Regions from separate parts of the Mus musculus genome. Here region 2 is linked to region 1. The links are chromatin contacts, called in public HiChIP or PLAC-seq maps. All regions are on one chromosome and are shown on one strand. Each heading gives the region's core, a stretch centred on a gene start, on an enhancer-like site or on the middle of the called end of the contact. The rest is flanking DNA. Distances are from core to core; before and after follow the strand shown.

Evidence for each region. HiChIP or PLAC-seq counts read pairs in DNA pulled down with a chosen protein or histone mark.
Region 2: an HNF4G HiChIP or PLAC-seq map of pancreatic cancer cells shows a contact between it and region 1. The contact joins the enhancer-like site here to the promoter of Caskin1 in region 1. A contact is called at or near these places in 16 of 39 promoter capture datasets (the 3T3-L1 cell line, the C10 cell line, the HPC-7 cell line and 11 more), 1 of 15 datasets of contacts at CTCF or cohesin (the NIH/3T3 cell line), 3 of 484 Hi-C or Micro-C datasets (cerebral cortex, cortical neurons and forebrain), 8 of 115 datasets of contacts at active chromatin or transcription factors (double positive thymocytes, embryonic stem cells, epiblast stem cells and 3 more) and 3 of 9 other capture datasets (adipose tissue, liver and pancreatic islet).

The regions. Positions count from the first base shown.
Region 1 is chr17:24,485,836-24,491,482 of GRCm38.p6, reverse strand. It overlaps Caskin1 (CASK interacting protein 1), which reads right to left and starts at 2,700. Exons shown (of 20, transcript NM_027937.2): 1 at 2,420-2,700. The coding sequence starts at 2,513.
Region 2 is chr17:24,562,550-24,568,546 of GRCm38.p6, reverse strand. Pkd1 (polycystin 1, transient receptor poteintial channel interacting) reads right to left here. Exons shown (of 46, transcript NM_013630.2): 2 at 4,326-4,397; 3 at 4,140-4,211; 4 at 3,799-3,968; 5 at 2,865-3,536; 6 at 2,577-2,760; 7 at 1,203-1,420; 8 at 835-950; 9 at 208-334. LOC115488769 (a long non-coding RNA gene) reads right to left here. Exons shown (of 2, transcript XR_003952238.1): 2 at 5,008-5,997. Among named protein-coding and RNA genes, the nearest start is that of Pkd1, 16 kb to the right of the region's middle. Within about 2 kb of position 1,251, at least 59 of the 459 cell types and tissues checked have an H3K27ac peak or open chromatin away from gene starts, as enhancers often do. A contact at or near this core is called in the NIH/3T3 cell line, adipose tissue, pancreatic cancer cells and 2 more, where this site is marked.

The sequences.
Region 1 (5,647 bases), core at 1,451-3,950:
CCCGACCTCAAGCTGCTCTCCAGAGACCAGTTTGAGGTCAGATCTAAACTCTAAGTTAGAAGGGAATTTAAAAACAAACAAATACACAGATCTCACTATGTTGTTCTGGCTAGCCTGGAACTCAATATGTAGACCAGGGTAGCCTAGAACTCACAGAAATTCTCCTGACTCTGCCTCCAAAGTGCTAGGATTAAAGGTGTGTGCCACACAGCCTGCTGGAAGGGAATTCTTAATGGGCCAAGGAGTGAGTGTGTGTGTGTGTGTGTGTGTGTGTGTGTGTGTGTGTGTGCGCGCGCGCACATGATTCTTCTGGGAATTTCTACAGGGTGTCATCAGCCTGCCTCAGAGAGGAAGGCTAGGCCACAAAACTAGACAAGGACCCCTCACCAGCAGCAGAAGAGCAGCCCCCTACCAACATCTTCCTTCCAAAGTTGTCTCTTTTCCCCTCCAGGACAACCGCTAAGTGAGCATGCATGCGCAGGCTCCCTTGGAGCCACAGGGTAGGGAGGGAAGAGCTGGGCACCCAAAAGGGCTCAAGAACAACTGTGGGAAAATCTCTAGGCTGGACTGGAGACCACATCCTCTTTTCTGTTTTGTTTTTGAGACAGGGTCTCTATAGCTCACTATGCATTAGACCTAGCTGGCCTTGAACTCACAGAGATCTGCCTGTCTCTGCCTCACAACTGCTAGGATTAAGCCTAAGTGTATCATTACGCCTGGCTGGTGTGTGTATGTGAGGGGGAAACCACACTCTCAGGATACTTATGGACACCCCTCACCCCATGGCCCAAACTCCAGCTGTACTTTGCTAAATCAAAATACTTCTTACTCCAAAGCAGGCCAGCGTTGCCATGACAACTGAGCTAATTCATGGAGGGATTTCTCTGTCTGATTTATTACACCGCCCCTCTGACTCAGAGACTACAGACAGAAGGGGCAAGACCGACAGGTGCCTCTGCTGAGTCCACATCACTCCAAGGCAGAGGTAGGGACCCAGGCAGAGATGACAACCCTCTCTCCTATCCATGATGGCCAAATGGAAGGGAAGAGGATCCCCATATTTGTGGTTCCCACTGGCTGCCAGCAGAAAAAAGCCAGCTCCATTAGCATTTCCTGAACTGGAAGTAAGTGTCTCCTCTTCATCAGTCCCTTCTTAGTGCTCTCAGGATGCTGTGGGGTGGCAGGGACCACAGATGTTCCATCCTACAGATAAGGCCATTAAGGCCTAGAGAGTCAGGATGACCAAGGACACAGGCCACTAGGTGGAAAGCTGTGCCTTCCTCTCTTCAACCTGCCTCTCCCTATGAAGCTCTTCCACTCTCAGCCTTGAGGCCCTAAAGCCAGCTCTAGTAAGTGGAGCTTCCCAGGCTGCCTGTGTGCCCTGGAGGCACCAGTGTCCTTCCTCCAAAAGCAAAGTGGACAGGAGCCACTCCAGACGGTCCCGTGTCTCAGCAGCCCCCTGGAGAAATGGGGCCCCCTCCCCGCAGCTTACGATGGTGGGTTGGAAGTGAAAGCACCCAGGTCCCATGTGTTGACCTGCAGTGCCTGCACAGGTGCCCTGACACACTGACACGGTCATACATACACAGCTGCGCACTTGGCTAGTCCACACGCCCATCAATCCATCTCCAGAGGCCCCTAGGGAGGCTCTAGGATGAGCAGGGTTGAGAGCCAGAATCAAAGCTCCAAGCTCCGAGGCCTTCCCTGGACCCCCAGGGCACAAGCTAGGAATGGTGTGGGAGATCCATTACAGATCCTTGGCCCCCTTTTCCAGCAGAAAAAGCCAGGGACGACCAAGGTCTGCAGAAGCCTGCAAGAGCCTACAGTCCTTATCCCCCAGGCTGTCCCTGTCTGAAGCCCAGCCTGCCCCAGGGCTGGGCGACCTTGGGCGCCTGTGTTTCACTCCCTCATCAGTAAATGGCCCCCACTGGCCATGCCTGGGCAGCCACACCCCCAGCGTGGTCCCCCACCCCACCCCTTTCCCTGCAAAGCGTGTTATTAAACATAGGGTGGGGAAGGGGTCTGACAGAGATTGCTAGCCTCTGGTCGCCCCTCACTGCAAGGGCCCCTCCCTCTCTCTACAATGTCTCTTGGGGGGTGGGGGGAATCCGCCTCGCCCTTAAAAGCACAAGTAGAAATCATCAGCCTGCAGCCTGGAAAGGGAGGAGATCCGAGGGAGGATGTGATCGCCAGCGGCCTCAGGGACGGTGGGTGCCGCAGGTGCCCGCAGGGGGCTGGGCGGACAGTTCTGCGCTCGTTGCCGCCCCTCCTCCAGAGCTAGGGCGAGAAGGGGGGCGCGGACCAAGGGTCTGAGCGCTCCTGGCCCCGCCCCACCCCGGGAGACCCACAGCATCCCTTCCTCGCCCTGCACCCCGGCGGGGTGGGCCCCGCCCGCGCCCCGCGCGCCCCCCGCACTCACTGGCCTTCCCCGGCCGCGGCCTCTGCAGCAGCCTCTGCGCGGTCCCCACGTCCTCCGCCTTCACTGCCTGCACCAGCTCCTGCTCCTTCCCCATGGCGCCGCCGGGCCCGCAGCGACGCGGCGCTTGGTGCTCTCGGCGGCTCAGACGCAGCAGCGGCTCCGCGTCTGCGATCGCATCCTTTCCAGCCCGCGCTCCCTGCGCCGCCCGCCGCCCAGCGCCCTCCGTGGGTTCGGGCTCGGGCTCGGACTCGGGCTCGGGCTGGGGTTTCGGGCTCGAACTGGGGCTGGGGCTCCGACGCGGAGGGACGGATAGCGCGTCACGGGCGGGGGGCGGCCCAGGGGCGGGAGCCGGCGGCGGCGGCCGGCACCCGGTGGCGCGCCGCGTCTGAGCCGCCTCCCGGACGCCTGGGTCCGCTCCCGCGGCCGCTGACCTCCGTCAGCCCGCGCCGGCCGCGCGCCTGGCTCCGAGGCTCCGCCCCCGCGCCCGACGCCCCCTCCCCACGTTTGGGTGCGCGGGTCAGGCTAGGCCTCTGCGGACAGCGGGGAACCGAAGACGACAGCCAGGGACAGAGGACGGTGCGCAGGGGGGCTGGCCACCGAGCACCGGCACGGCGGCGACGCAAGCCTAAACCTAGGAGAGGTTTCTCGAGGCTGCGGGACCTGAGGGGGAGGGACTCGGAGGCAGTGGGCGGGCGGGAAGCCGGGCACAAGTGCCACCGGTGCCGGCCCTCCAGAGGCTGTCAGACATTTCTGGCCCGTGATTCCTGTGGGAGGTGTTGAGAGATTGCGAAGAGGAATCTCCCAATAATGAATTCGGTGTCAGGGAACCCGTACCCCTCCTCCCCCCAACTACACCTTCTTCCCAGGCAGCCTCTGGCTTCCCTCCACAACAATGCAGGATGACTGTTCTCCTTCGAGGACAGCCTGGAAGGGAGCTTGGCTTTGACACTCTCATCATCTACTTGGATATAACTGTCTATATCCACCAAGAAGTATCTTAACCTCCTGTCCTCAGCACCAATGAAGGCCCAGCCTCGTCCAGAACCATTCTAGTCTAGCCCAACCTAAGCAATCTCCTAGCACGGGTTCCCAGTCTGCATCTCTGCTTGACCAACACCTCACCTTTCTCCTGCCTGCCTGAAGGCTTGGGCTGCGCCAGGCCTCCTCTGTTGCCTGCAGCATTATGAACACACAGCAGCTGAGATCCTTGTCTTGAGTGAGGTTCTGCTCCCTCGGCTTCCTTATTACAAGCAGGAGCAGAGAGCATCACCCAACCCAACATTACAGTGGAGAGAATTCGGTGAGGGTTCACATATGCACAACCAATGTATTATCATGGAATTCTGATCATGATAAAGTCATGAGGCTCGAGGAATGAGCCTAGGTCTTCTGATATGTGGTAGGCTCTCAGAAGAGGTCTCTAAATGTAAAAATCCTTCCATTGGACCATTAGAGTGACTGATTCCTAGTTAGTCCCAGGGTCCGGTGTTGTGCTGGCCATTTGGGATAAAGCTGAGCTTACCGTCTCCATTTTACAGATTGGAAAACAACAGCCAAGGACTAGAAAATGCTTTGCATTCCTGTGTAGGTGCTACAGGCCCCCAGGTCTCCAGGTTATAGGTCTGGACTTAGAAGCTACATTGGTTCCTGTCTCTGGTCTTCCGGTCTTCCTTACACTAGTTGTATCACCCTGAACTGCTGCTCTTTCTGTCTTTCTGAATCTCTCTTTCTTTCTTTCTTTTTTTTTTTTTTTTTTTTTTTGGCTTTTGGCTTTTGTTTTTTTGAGACAGGGTTTTTCTGCATAGCCCTGGCTGTCCTGGAACTCACTCTGTAGACCAGGCTGGCCTCGAACTCAGAAATCCGCCTGCCTCTGCCTCCCAAGTGCGCGATTAAAGGCGTGCGCCACCACCGCCCTGGCTCTTTCTGAATCTCTTATCTACCCTCCCTGTCAAAGGTGGGTAAATAATGTGTCCCCTTCATCTATGCCAGGGTTCACTGTGAAGTTGTTCACGCAGTTAATCCAGGATATAGCAAGTGTCCAATGCACAGCTGCTGCAGATATTGTGATATTCTTGGCCCTTGCTGCAGGGGTTCCAACTGTATTCGATCCATCTTCACATGGTACCGTGCCAAGCACGCAGGAAGCACTACAGAAATAAGTAAATGTATAAAAAGAGAACTGCTATTATCATGGCTGCTATTGCTGTGCTTGGAGCTTGTAAGAGAAATCATCTTTGTGGGACCTGGGGCAAAAATGCAGAGAGAGGCCCACTCACCAAATGCTGATCCCAGAGTTGGAATTGTATTGATGACTGTTAAATCAAACATGTCCAGCCTCCCACCTTAACAAATACACATTCACCAAGACCTGAAAGGGCAAGCTTAAATTTAATATTCTTGGACTGCTTTGGGCTAATGACCTGGCCCTTGCCTGAAGTTGTTATATTTCTTTTTGTTTGTTTGTTTGTTTTTTTGAGACAGGTTTTCTCTGTGTAGCCCTGGCTGTCCTGGAACTCACTTTGTAGACCAGGCTGGCCTTGAACTCAGAAATTCGCCTGCCTCTGCCTCCCCAGTGCTGGGATTAAAGGCGTGAGCCACCACCGCCAGACTATACTTCTGTTTTCTGTCCAGCTTTAGGTCATGTATATCCCATAAACAGGCCCCCCTGAGTCAATCCTCGGGCTGGGTGTGGCATCCCACTGTGTGGTCCACCCAGGAAGAGGGATGTGCAGACAAGGGACATTGACTGGATCCTTTTGGACAGGATCTGAGTGTCTCCTGTTAAATGCACACTGTGGTCTTGAAGGGACATCTGGGCTGTAGGTGGGCGCTTGGATTCCTTACCTTAAAGGGTGGATGGTGAGCCTGGCAGTGGTGGCGCACGCCTTTAATCCCAACACTGGGGAGGCAGAGGCAGGCAGATTTCTGGGTTCAAGGCCAGCCTGGTCTACAAAGTGAGTTCCAGGACAGCCAGAGCTATACAGAGAAACCCTGTCTCGAAAAAAAAATAATAATAATAAAAAATAAAAAAGGGTGGATGGTGGCAAGAGGAAAGCCAGAGGCTTCCCCTACTGGATCAGACTAGAGCCCAGAGTGGGCCCAGAAGACCAAGGTCAGACACTGCTGGCTGTTGACCATGGGTGAACAAGTTCCTTGATGCTCAGCTGCATTGCCTGTAAAATGGGATATCAGCTATGCCTCAAGGGCTGATGGGAAGGTCTGAAGGGA
Region 2 (5,997 bases), core at 2-2,501, 79 kb before region 1:
AAACCTTGATAAGCAGTTCCCCAGTCTCCACCATCACTCCCCTGCCTCTAGATCATCCCCAATCAGGTACCACCCGATCTAGCTTTGGGACAAGGGAACAGGAGTTGGCAACTCTGCCATCATTCTACCTTGAGGCTGGAATCGAAGGCATGAGAAAATTCAGACAACCCACTAAGCCTCCACTTCATTTCCCTTTCAGAGCCCCACCTGCTCCTCCTGAGGGCCGGTACACCTGCAGCCGCATCTGGGCAGGCTCTTCAAGCTTCTGGGTAGAAAACTCTGCTGCAGTGAGAAAGGCTTCCCGGCTAGGGCTCAGGCCAGGGAACACCATGACCTGGAGGAGATGAGACAGCCTCAGCTCAAAACATCTACCCCTGGCAGTGTAAGGATAGCCCTCTCAAGGTTAAACCTCATTTCATGTCACTTGGGAAGAAAAACCAAATCAAAGTCAGCTGTGAACAACAGGATGCCTGAAGCAGGAAGATCATGAGTTCAAGGCTTGCTTAGGCTATACAACAAGACTTTGTGTGAAAAAAATAAAAATTTATCTGAGCAAAGGTTCAGGAGAAGCAGAATTTTTCAGATAACAGAACTAGATGCTTTTCATTTCTTCACTCTTAAATATTTTTCTAACTGTCACACTGGGCACACTAACAATTTTAACAACTTCTAACAAAACCTACTTGAGGGGTTTTGTTTTGTTTTTTTAGGGTTAAGGTGCTAGGAACTGAACCCAGATACTGAACCCTATCCCCAGCTCCCACTTTGATTATTAGCAACAGAGCAGTAAAGTAATGTTGCAAAGGGTTCTAGAACACAGAAAGGCTGGCCTACCTCCACAGGTCGCAGCGGGCCCTGGACAGTTTCCTGCTGTGCCAATGGATGCAGAGGTCCAGACAGGCCTCCACCAGACATTCCCATGACAAAGTTCTCAGTATCCCACACAGGCCCTAGGGGTGGTAAGTATGCAATGAGGTACCAGAGCCAGGCAGAGGTGACACTGGGGAAACATTCAAGTTGGAGCTGGACTTAGGACTAAGCCACCTAGCAAAACCATCTGGCCCCCTCTCATCTTGTTTCCTCTGTCCTTATTTTTTCTGGTTTTGTCCCAACCCAGACACAAGAGCAAACATTCATGGTCAGTACTGAGCTTAGAAGACAAGCACAGAGAAGGATGGCTTCTGCCACACAGCAGTCCATACCTCCAGGCCGCAGCTCGCAGACATAACTATGTGGTGCTGAACACAGGTCTGTGTTGCATTGCCCAGCAGGCCCCAACCGCACACAATGCTCTGCTGTGGCTGGGTGTGGCTCCCCAGGCAGCCAGTTCTGGCAGCTTTCCAGGCTGAAGGCCTCACCCCGGGGATCCAGGCCTTCTGTCCCCTCCACAGATGAGAAGCCGATCCACACATCCAGGCTCCTATGGCCAGATTCAAGGGACGGCCAAGCCATCAGGGGGCAGCTCTGCTTGACCTCTGAGGACATACTCTTCATAATACCCTGGTAAATGGGCCATATCAGCCTCATTTTTCAAGTGTTAAAACAGCCTCAGAAACATTACCCAACATGGACCACAAACCCAGGCTCATAGTCACATTCATCCAGAATCATGTCTATGGGACCAGCTCTTCTTGGGGACCCATCTCAGATTTGGCCAAGGATCATGGGCCACCACCACACCTGAAGGGAAACTCTGAGGGCTGCAGAAGAGGACCAAGACTGCATCTATGCATGCTGCATGATAGTACTATCAACACTGGAAGGCCCCTCCAGAGGCAAAATCTAGAGGTTCACGGCCAAACGTAGGCACAGGTACATACCCAGGAACATATATGCACAAAGGTACATGCTTGGGTGTGGGCACAAACCTAGACACACACCCTGGGAGGGAGACATAATGGAGCCCTGGTTCCATGTAGGGCACTATTACCCATCAACTGGATGATTCTGGAGCAAGCAGGTCTTAACCACTCTGGACCTCTATTTCCCCTTTCCAACCACACAGGCAAAGTAAAGAATGTGATTAACCACTCACAAGACAGGTATTCCAATTCCACCCAGGGAGCAATCACCCAAGAGAGTTGGAGTATACCCTTACAACCCACCCAGACACAGGACTGTAGGGCCCAAGAATATGTTCCCACAAGCCTGCGCAGGGCATAGGAGCCTGAAAGGCTTTCCACAGATGGGATAGCATGTGGCATTGGGAAGGGAGGTACTCAGGGGATGGGGTGGGGGGTGAGCACAGCGGTAGGAAGAGGAGAAAATACAATCAACAGTGACCAAGAACTAGTCCTGTCAGCAGGACCCAGGGCCCTCCCCTACAGAGACAGGAAAGTCTGGGGGCCAGGACCCAGTTCTACCTTTGACACTTCCCAGAAACGGTTAGAGAAGCTGCCCCTACCTACATCTGCCTTTACATACACAGAGCTGGCAGCAAAGGCCACCTGTGGGGCTGTACACAAAGGCCCAGCTGCCCAGCTTTCCTCCTGAGCCTCTACAGGCTTAAGGGCTTTGGCCACACCCAGAATTCTGAGCAACCCCCACCCATTTTGCCCTTTCCAGCATAGGTGTACCTGGTAACCTTGGAGACTAGGAAGTGCTGGATGGCAGGACTGTCCACCATAGCCAAGGCAGCTCCAGCCCAAGTCCGACATTGCTCCTGTGCTTGCAGCCAGGGTGCCTTCTCTGCCACCAGGCGGTAGCAGTGCCCATTGCCAGGGAAGATCTCTGTGTCCAAGGGGCAGAGTGGGTGGACCACTAGGTATGGTAAGCAATGAACAAGACATCAGGGTATGCATGAGGCTGGGTGCCAGGCTCTGCCCTACCACCCAGGTTACAAGAGGAAGCAGGAGGGTAGGCACCTTGGGCAGGCTCTTTATCCAAAGCCAGGATGCTATAGGTGACCTCAAGGGCTGAGCCTCCACGATGCCGTATGCCAAGTTCAAGGCTCTCGTTACTGTGCACAAAGGATGGGCACACAAGCTCCAGGACAGTAGGTGTTGCTTCTACTTGCACCTCTGTCTCCAGCAGAGCTGAGCCAGCCCCCAAGGCCAGCACAACTGTCATGTGATAGCTCCCAGGTAGCACATAGAAGTGGGTGGCAGCAGGGCTAGCCATGTCCACCTCAGGTGAGCCATCTCCAAAGTTCCAGCGTGTTGAGCTAATGGGCAGGGAGGAAGTAATATGGAAGTCTGCTGGCTGGCCAGAGGCCAGGGGTCCATGGGGCCCCACCAGGGTAGCCCCTGGGGAGGCGGGAAAGGTGTGCTGGAGCAAGGTGGGGCCCCCACAGGCAGAGTTGAGGGACAGTGAGATGCTGGAACACCAGGATGAGCAGGCTGCAGAAGAGTTAGAGGCCTGGCCTGCCCCACAGAGGCATTGATTCTGCTCCGAGAGGGCTGCAAGGCCCTCACCAGCTGAGAAGCAGAAGGCACTGCAGGCCTCAGTCTCCAGTGGTCCCTCATGGGCAAAGTAGAAGGGTACTGCTGCCACAGCACCTGAGCTGTTGTCAGGGAGGCAGGCGACATATTCCTCACCTGGGAACAGAGAGAGACAGTGGTCTCAGGAACTTACTTTCTTCTGGCTGCATCGTGTTCCCTTACCAACCCTCTTTAAAATCCATGTCAGAGCTGCCACCCCCAAAGATGCCTTCTAGACCCTATCTGGCCACTATCTTCCCATGTATGCCTTTCCCTGGGCCTCATCTGTAACCAAGTCTGTGGCTCCACTCTCCCTGGGTACTGCCCAATAAGAAAAAATGTCATCCCTGTCCTATAGCCCCACACCCACTGCACTCACCACAGGCATTGTCCAATAAGGGGATACTGAGGAGAGGTTGGCCGGCCAGTGGAATGGGCCCCCTGCACGTGGTTGCCTCAGACTGTACCACATGCACCTGATGTTCCTTTGCCCAGCGTGGCAGCCACGCCAGACCACAGTTGCACTCAAATGGGTTCCCACTCAGGTTTCTGCAGGGGAGGGGCAGGTGTGGGGCACCAGGCCAGCAGGGGTGCAGTTCAGCTTCCCACTACCCACAGCTCTCAAAACTGGGAGGGGCTAGGGAACAGGGCAAGATGACAGAGGAGGTGATGGGGACAGGAGTCCAATCACTGAGACCCACTAAAAACAAAGAAACTTACATTTCACTTAAATTAAATAAATTAGCAAACACGCCTTCTTCTAATGTAGAAATCCTATTGTTGCTTAAGTCCCTGCAAGAAAGAAAGATGGGGCAAGGTGTAACCTTCTGATGACAGGTAGCTCTTTCTGCTTGCCCTGAGTAACCTTTAGTGTGACGGGCATGTCATGAGGAAGGGGATACTCACAGCTCCACCAGTGCTGAAAGGTTCACCAGGAGCCCTATGTCCAGCGTCTGAAGTAGGTTGTGGGACAGGTCTCTGAGGAGTAAGTGATAGTCAGGAGACGAGCTCTGGGCTAGTTGAGGGCATATCTGGTTCTCACCAGGAGATTCCCAGCATTCTCGACCCACAAGCCCCACCCCTATTCTCAGTCCCCAAGAGGGCTTTTCTTGCTGGTCTGTGTAGGTCTGTGTACTGGGGCACAGCCTGGCCAGCAGCAGCAAAAGTTCTCGTGGGAGCTCAGAATGACCAAGGTGTTACAGATCTCTAAGGGAAAGTAGAGCAAGGCAGGCTGCTCTTCCGTGACCTCTGCTGATGCCCTTCAGTGGCAGGCACTGAGACACAGCGGGCAGCTAGGGGCCAAGGTCAGGGCCACCAAGCAGGAAGTGGTTGTGGTCAAATTCACACACATTTTCTCATGAAAGATGTGAGAAATAAGTAATCTGGGGAAACTGCAGTAGAAGAGCCAAGGACCTCAGAATCTGCAAGCAACTCAGTCCTGTACCGAGGACCATTACAGTAGCCACACAAAATAACTGACCCGAGCACCTTCTCTGTGACCTCCACAGCCCTCCTCCAAAAGAAGAACCTTGGGCTACCTCCAATACAATAGAAGGGTCCCATACAAGCAAGGACCGGCTCCTTATACTTTTTTACGTAAGATTCAGGGTTTACCAGGGCTGGAGAAACCAGCTGCTAGTAGAGGATCCTCAAATGTTCACAAGATGCCATAGGGGCACTAAGATGAGCTGTCTAAGGAAGAGTCCTGCTGGATAACCCCGCACCACAGTGCTGGTGATGACACACAGCAAATTTCTCCAAATAAACCATCACAAACCCTTCATTCAGGATGTGGAGATGGCTCAGCATTCTGAAAGCACTTGCCTCAGAAGCAAGAGGACTGAAGTTTACATCTCCAGAACCCTCATAAATTCTGGCTGGTGAGACTAGCCATACTGACGAGCTCTGGGTTTGATTAGAGACCTTGCCTCAAAGAAAGATGGAAGAATGACCAAGGAAGATTCCCAACATCAACCTCAGGATTTCCTACATCCATCTGTATACACATGCAAACATACACAAGCATACCACCTACGCATAAAAATGGGGAGGAAAGGCACCCCAGACTTCAAAAAAGATGCTATGAAGGTTTGTCTAGAAGTACTGTTGAGAAGAATTAAGACATGCGGGAATAGAATGTGGGGAGATAGCTCAATCTGTAAAGTGCTTGATGGGAGACCTGAGTTTATTCCCCAGAATTCACATAAAGAAGCCAGGTGTGGTAGTGCATATTTGTAATCCAGTACAAGGAGGTAAATTCAGGCAGATCCCTGGAACCTGCTAGCAAGAAGAGATCCTGCCTCAAATCATGGTGGACAGTATTCCTTTTTTGTTTTGTTTTTCTTTTTTTAAGAGGATCTCACTATGTGGCTCTGGTTATCCTGGAACTCACTATGTAGATCAGGTTAGCCTCAAACTCACAGAGATCCATCACTCTTGAGTGCTGGGATTAAAGTCATATACTACCACACCCAGCTGCTGTATTCCTCAGGAGTGACAACTTAAATTGTTCTTTACCCCACCCCAGAAATGTTGGGACAGGAGAGATGGCTCAGAGGTTAAGAGCACTGCTGCTCTT